Linked DNA regions of Mus musculus: region 2 is linked to region 1. A link is a contact called in public HiChIP or PLAC-seq data. All regions are on one chromosome and are shown on one strand. Each heading gives the region's core, a stretch centred on a gene start, on an enhancer-like site or on the middle of the called end of the contact. The rest is flanking DNA. Distances are from core to core; before and after follow the strand shown.

Region 1 (2,700 bases), core at 137-2,636:
TAATCTGTTTCTAACACCACTTAACTAAAGGGCAGATCTAACAAAATAAAATATTACACAGCATGTGCCCTGGTGAGGAAATAGAGAACTAAGGTCTAGAGCACACAGATGACTGGAGACTTCATGGAACCGGAGAAGAGAAGAGGCGGGTGTCTGCTAACTGGAAAAGGATTTGCTGAGGTCAGGAGACACCACCGGATTCATCTGTCTAATCTTTATCTGACTTCTCTCTTCTCCTTCTACACACGGAGCTGTACTTTAGGATTGTGTATGGAATTCACACTCCTGGGGCATTAAGCAAAGGTTCTAACCTCCCAGGGCCTGGATGCAACTCCTAGCCCTTCCAACCCACCTCCCACAAGTTCCCACAGTTCTTGCCTGAGGTGTCCCAGTTTCTCAAACTTTATTGCCCAGCAACTCACAATTAAAGGCAGGGAACACATGGTGAAGAGCACTGTCATGAGAGCCAGCAGCACAAAGTGGTCCAGCTCCTCCAAAGGATGCAGGGACCCGTGCCTGTAGTCTGAGCCTGACTGGGCGCGGTCCCTGGAGCAGCGGTGAGGATAGTGCCTCTGGCGCCTGTGCATGTCATAGAGGTTGTACATGGCACCCAGGTTGCACACCACGGTTGCGAGGACCAGCAGCGCCATGAGGCTGGAGTAGAGCACAGAGAAGCCTATTACCGAAAATGAACGCTCCTTGTGGATCATCTGGATGAAACACCAGGTGCCTGGACAGTACTGCACGAACTTCCCAAAACCAGCAAAGGGGAGCGCACAGAAAGCCAAGCAGAAGGCGGCCACGACCGGTGCCACCAGCACTCCCCGGCGCAAGGTGACGTGCCTTTGGTAGAAGAAGGGGTGTCCCAGAGACAGCCAGCACTCCACCGCCATAGCCAACAGCTGTAAGGTCGAGGCTAGCCCAAAGAAGGACATCAGGAAGGCGAACGTTTCGCATAACTGATTGCCTGAGGCAGGCAGCAGTTCCTTTAGGCTCTGGTTTTGCGCGTAGGCAGCCAGGACCATCGGGCTGATCAGACACTTGCCCAGCAAGTCGGTGACCGTCAAGCCACACACGAGCACATAAAAGACCGAGGGCGGCGGGTGTAGTGGCCCTGGCCGGCAAGACCCCAGTCCCGAGCGCGCCAGCAGCACCAGCGCCAGAAGATTGCCCAGAAGCCCCGCACCGAAGAGCACAGCGCCCATCGTCGCCGAGGAGCCCCTTTCCACCCAGGTGGATGTCTGACAGCGATAGGACTCGTTCATAGCCCTTGTCCCGTCTGACTGGAAGAAAGGCTGCAGCCAGGCCCGCTGTGAAGGAGCCCCAGGCTGCTCAGGGCGCAGCTAAGGCACAGAGGTTGTGCAGCAGAGAGAGCTCCACTGGTGGCTGGGTGTTATTCACAGTCAGCCCTCCTATCTAGGCTCCTCAGTCACACCCTTGAGGAAGGCAGGACTCCACCCCTGTGAGTATCCCGCGCTGCAAAGCTGAAAGCAGCTCTGCTAAGAACTCAGCCTGATGCACAGGGTCCTAGGGAGAGACCTGTACCTAGAGTCAGAAGGAGATGGGGAAAGTACCCAGAATCTGAGTGTCTAAGGCTGGCCCTTCAGAGGAGGCAAGAGAATTGCAAAAAAGGAGAGGGGAACCGAGTAGGAGCAGTGGGGGAAAGGAAAGCCAGGTGCTGGTGCTGGCCGTGAACTCTGCAGATAAGCCAAGCAGGGAGCCTGAGAAAGGGCTATGATTTCCATCACTCTCAAGGCTTGACTCCAAATCTTAGATCGCTGCAATGTGGAGATTAATGGTGAGGTAAGGAAACAGGGGGGGGGGGGCTTGAAAAGTTAGGGGATCTGCTTCAGGTGGCAGATTTTGGAAGCGGCAGAGTCAACCAGGAATCAGGAGTTTCTTAAGTATACCTGTCTGTTTCCATGGTTCGTTTCCCCAAGAGGCAGAGCAAATTTCAGGGGCAGCTCTCTCTGCACATGGAAAACAAACAGGTGATATTGAATAGGGTGTCAGAAGCCACACTGATTGCCATACAACACCATCTGTTCTGGCTGCTTGGTGCCTTTGGAGTCAAGACATAGACTGTGCATGGGAAGTCCTTGGTGTTTTGGTTGCCACAATTTTATTTGAGGAAAGTTTTTTTTATTTTATTTTATTTTGTTTTGTTTTATAGCTGATAGGTAGCTGCAAGTTTCCATGTTGATTTGAAACCAGAACATATAGGCCTTGTTTTAGAGCCGTCCCATTCTTCTGGTCTGTGACAACTGGCGAATATTCTATCCTTCTGGCAGTGATTTTCTTGTATCAAAAGGGGGAGGGCAGAGTTAACGGGAGTTTCTATATTTGACACTCTGTATCCTTGGACAAAAACTGGCTTCCAGCTTGGAATTTAGAGTGATGATTCGGGCCAAATTATGTAAGCAATATATTATTCCTCAGCAAAAAGAGTTTCCTTTGGGGTGCTCTCTATCCTGATTGACAGAGTCAGGGAGAGGGTAGGGTGCTTAGCTTCATATATGGAATCCTGGGAAGTGGGCAGACAAGCTGCCTTTACATGAAAGTCTGGCCAGCAACTCAGGCCATGGGGTAGGAAGAGTTCAAGCTTTGGAATTACAGAGGGCATCAGGGTTCTGGCTTAGTGATCCAACTTTAGCTGTTGAAGGAATTTTAGTGTCCTTCTCTGTGGGGCATGGGACTGCT
Region 2 (2,734 bases), core at 9-2,508, 280 kb after region 1:
TGCTCACAGACATTTAATGAAGCACCAGTGATGCATCTAGAGAACACGCCAGAAACTGCCACAAAGGGATGCACTGCGTGAAGGCCTTCTCCACTGCTATTGGCTGACTGTCACCACACAGACTGAAGTCTGTAAATATCTCAATGCTTACTTTCCTATTTGCCACTGTTTTCAGGGGACATCTACTACTTTTTAAAATCAGAAAATAGTACCTACAGTTATTTTACAATAACAGGTCTAAACAAGGTCATCTTTGAACTTTTCTGAGGAAACTAGTTATAAAAATATCATGATGGTGTATTTAGTTGCATGTTAACTCGAAGGCTATAGAATTTCATTTACTAATGAAAATGTAATTCGACTTCCTTCATGTAGCCTTGAACTCATGATGCTATGATTTTAGGCAGACACCACAACACAGACTTCCCCCAGCCTTCCTCTTAGAGCAAAACAAGACCATACAACATAGACTTACAGATTTAACCAGCAAGGGGTAAACGAATCCAGCTGCTTCTGTCTCACCAGTGCCAGGATCGTGTTCCTGTACTGAGGGTTTATGCTGCCACCACTAAACAAGAGAAGTAGCGGTCTCTGAAATCTTAAATATGTGGGAAGATTTTCCACAGTGATTTCTGGCTGTTAAAAAAAATAATTAAAATTCCTCAAACAAAAACACAGGCATGATACAGCATAAATCAGAAATGATGTTCAAATCACTCACGCAATTTTAGTTTATAAAATGAAATTCACACTTTTTTTTCAGAGATTTGACCACAGTAAGTAAATCTTTAAAAATTCTTACTCAATACTATATCACAGTAATGAATTATAGTCAAAATAAAATTGCTAACAGACTTTAAGAACACAAAGGTTGGTATCTCTACAATAACTCATGCTGAGCTCTGGACCTAGATTAGCTAGTACACCCATGACAGACAACACTCTTTCACTCTTCCATCGAGTATGGGGTTTTTTTTGTTTGTTTGTTTGTTTTTTAATTTACTAGAGATTAAACATAAGCGAAACTGAAATTATAACCTTTTCCCCCCTCTCCATGATTAGCTCGCTTTTTCCAAACATATGTATCCTTTGGATGTTTAAAACAATTAAAGATGTGCTAAACAAGCCCAAACGCCAATTTTTACCTCTTCTGGGTTTAAAGCAGCTGAAAGGAATTTAGTGAGGAGTAAGAGATCTAACTGTCTACCACCTTCCTGTTACTGCTTTACAAGGGTGTCCCGCAGTAGTACAGTGCCCTCTGGAGGCACTGTGAGCTAGAAACATCATCTCATTTCAGATGAGAAATGTTCCCAGAGGCTCTGTAGGGAAGGAGAAAGCAGGCTTACTACCTACCAGCTGATTTCACTGGGTCACTAGAAACCCTTACCAACAACTTGACTTTTTAAAACCATGCCAACAACCTTTACCCAAGCTGGCATATACCTTTCCCTTCCCTTTGCCAATCACTCTTTCTTCTACTTCTTTTCTTCATTCTCACAATAATCATCTTAGATTTCCTACGCCACAAGTTAAATCCTACGTCTGCTTCTTCAAATGCCCTAGGCTGGCCTTCAGCAGTTCTACCTGTTGCCTATCTCTGACATGGATGGCATCCTCTCCTAAATGATGACACATCTCTCAGAGCCCTAGAAACATGAGATGAAGGTGACTTCTGCTCATCTCATGTACTAAGAATAAGAAGCCTGAGGTGTAAGAAACTTGCTGCCCTCGAGGAATTCACTCACTAGAAGAGAGAGGTGTGCAAACTGCTGTGATCCCTGAACACTGCTCATGTTCAACAGCTAAGGAAGCCAACCTATCAAAAAGACAAGGGGAGGGGAGGAAGTGTCACTCTGATACCGTAGAAAGTCCCTGTGTCAAGAATAAGGTCCTGACAGGCTGGGTTTGTACTCCAGCAGAGCTACAGACACTGAGGGCTATCATCACAACAGAGAGAGCTGTTACAGCTACATGTGGGGCATCAGGGAGCTGACGGATGACAGCGTAGGGAAAGCAAGAGGCAAGTGTAACTGCACGACCAGACAGGAACGATCCATCCAGGCAGGGTTCTAGCTCCTGGGAACTGCAGATTTTCTATCAGACTGGTGACCTGGACAGACCGGCCTGTTTGCAGGAGGATGACTAAATAGAATAGGAATTTGGGACAGCAAAGGTCAGTGATGGCCAGTCTCCTTTTCCATATCAGCCAAGAGAGAAAGACCAAGCTGTCTAAAAGATAACAAATATCCAACAAGGGGAAACTAGTTAATACAGAGCATTAACACAAATTATTACTGAGCAGATATTATAAATAAGCATTAATATATTTTCCTTCATGAAAATATACTTAATAAAGAGACAGGGGAGTAGGAATGGGATGAGGAACTGTAGGAGGGCAGACTGGGAAGGGAGTAACAACTGGAGTATAAAAAAAAGTAATAAAATAAGAAGAGACTGATAATTGTTTTTAGATTTTGGAGAAATATATTCTCAAGTTTAAACCTGGAGAAGTTACAGCTGAGTCCAAATTCCTTCTCTATTACTCTTGTATTATTTGAATATATAATTTACTCTACTATGTATATGTTAAGGTAGCATTTCTCTAACAATATGTCTCTTAAAAATTATTAGAACAATGATTTAGAAAACCACATGCTGAAAAATATTAACTCAGTTATTTGATTAATTATGACCTGTTAACTTAGCAGGAGGGTTGGGGGGACAGACTCAAGGT

Evidence for each region. HiChIP or PLAC-seq counts read pairs in DNA pulled down with a chosen protein or histone mark.
Region 2: a CTCF HiChIP or PLAC-seq map of pro-B cells shows a contact between it and region 1, with 7 times the contacts expected there. The contact joins the enhancer-like site here to the promoter of Ptgdr in region 1. A contact is called at or near these places in 9 of 39 promoter capture datasets (the 3T3-L1 cell line, the HPC-7 cell line, cranial neural crest and 5 more), 1 of 15 datasets of contacts at CTCF or cohesin (pro-B cells), 27 of 484 Hi-C or Micro-C datasets (B cells, the C10 cell line, ECoMG myeloid progenitors and 15 more), 5 of 115 datasets of contacts at active chromatin or transcription factors (acute myeloid leukemia, bone marrow-derived dendritic cells and embryonic stem cells) and 1 of 9 other capture datasets (embryonic stem cells).

What each region holds. Positions count from the first base shown.
Region 1 is chr14:44,857,989-44,860,688 of GRCm38.p6, forward strand. Ptgdr (prostaglandin D receptor) reads right to left here and starts at 1,387. Exons shown (of 2, transcript NM_008962.4): 1 at 423-1,387. The coding sequence starts at 1,265. It overlaps Gm16976 (predicted gene, 16976), which reads left to right and starts at 593. Exons shown (of 3, transcript NR_167765.1): 1 at 593-1,462.
Region 2 is chr14:45,141,498-45,144,231 of GRCm38.p6, forward strand. It overlaps Txndc16 (thioredoxin domain containing 16), which reads right to left. Exons shown (of 21, transcript NM_001310534.1): 19 at 476-636. Among named protein-coding and RNA genes, the nearest start is that of Gm34362, 34 kb to the right of the region's middle. Within about 2 kb of position 1,259, at least 13 of the 459 cell types and tissues checked have an H3K27ac peak or open chromatin away from gene starts, as enhancers often do. A contact at or near this core is called in pro-B cells, where this site is marked.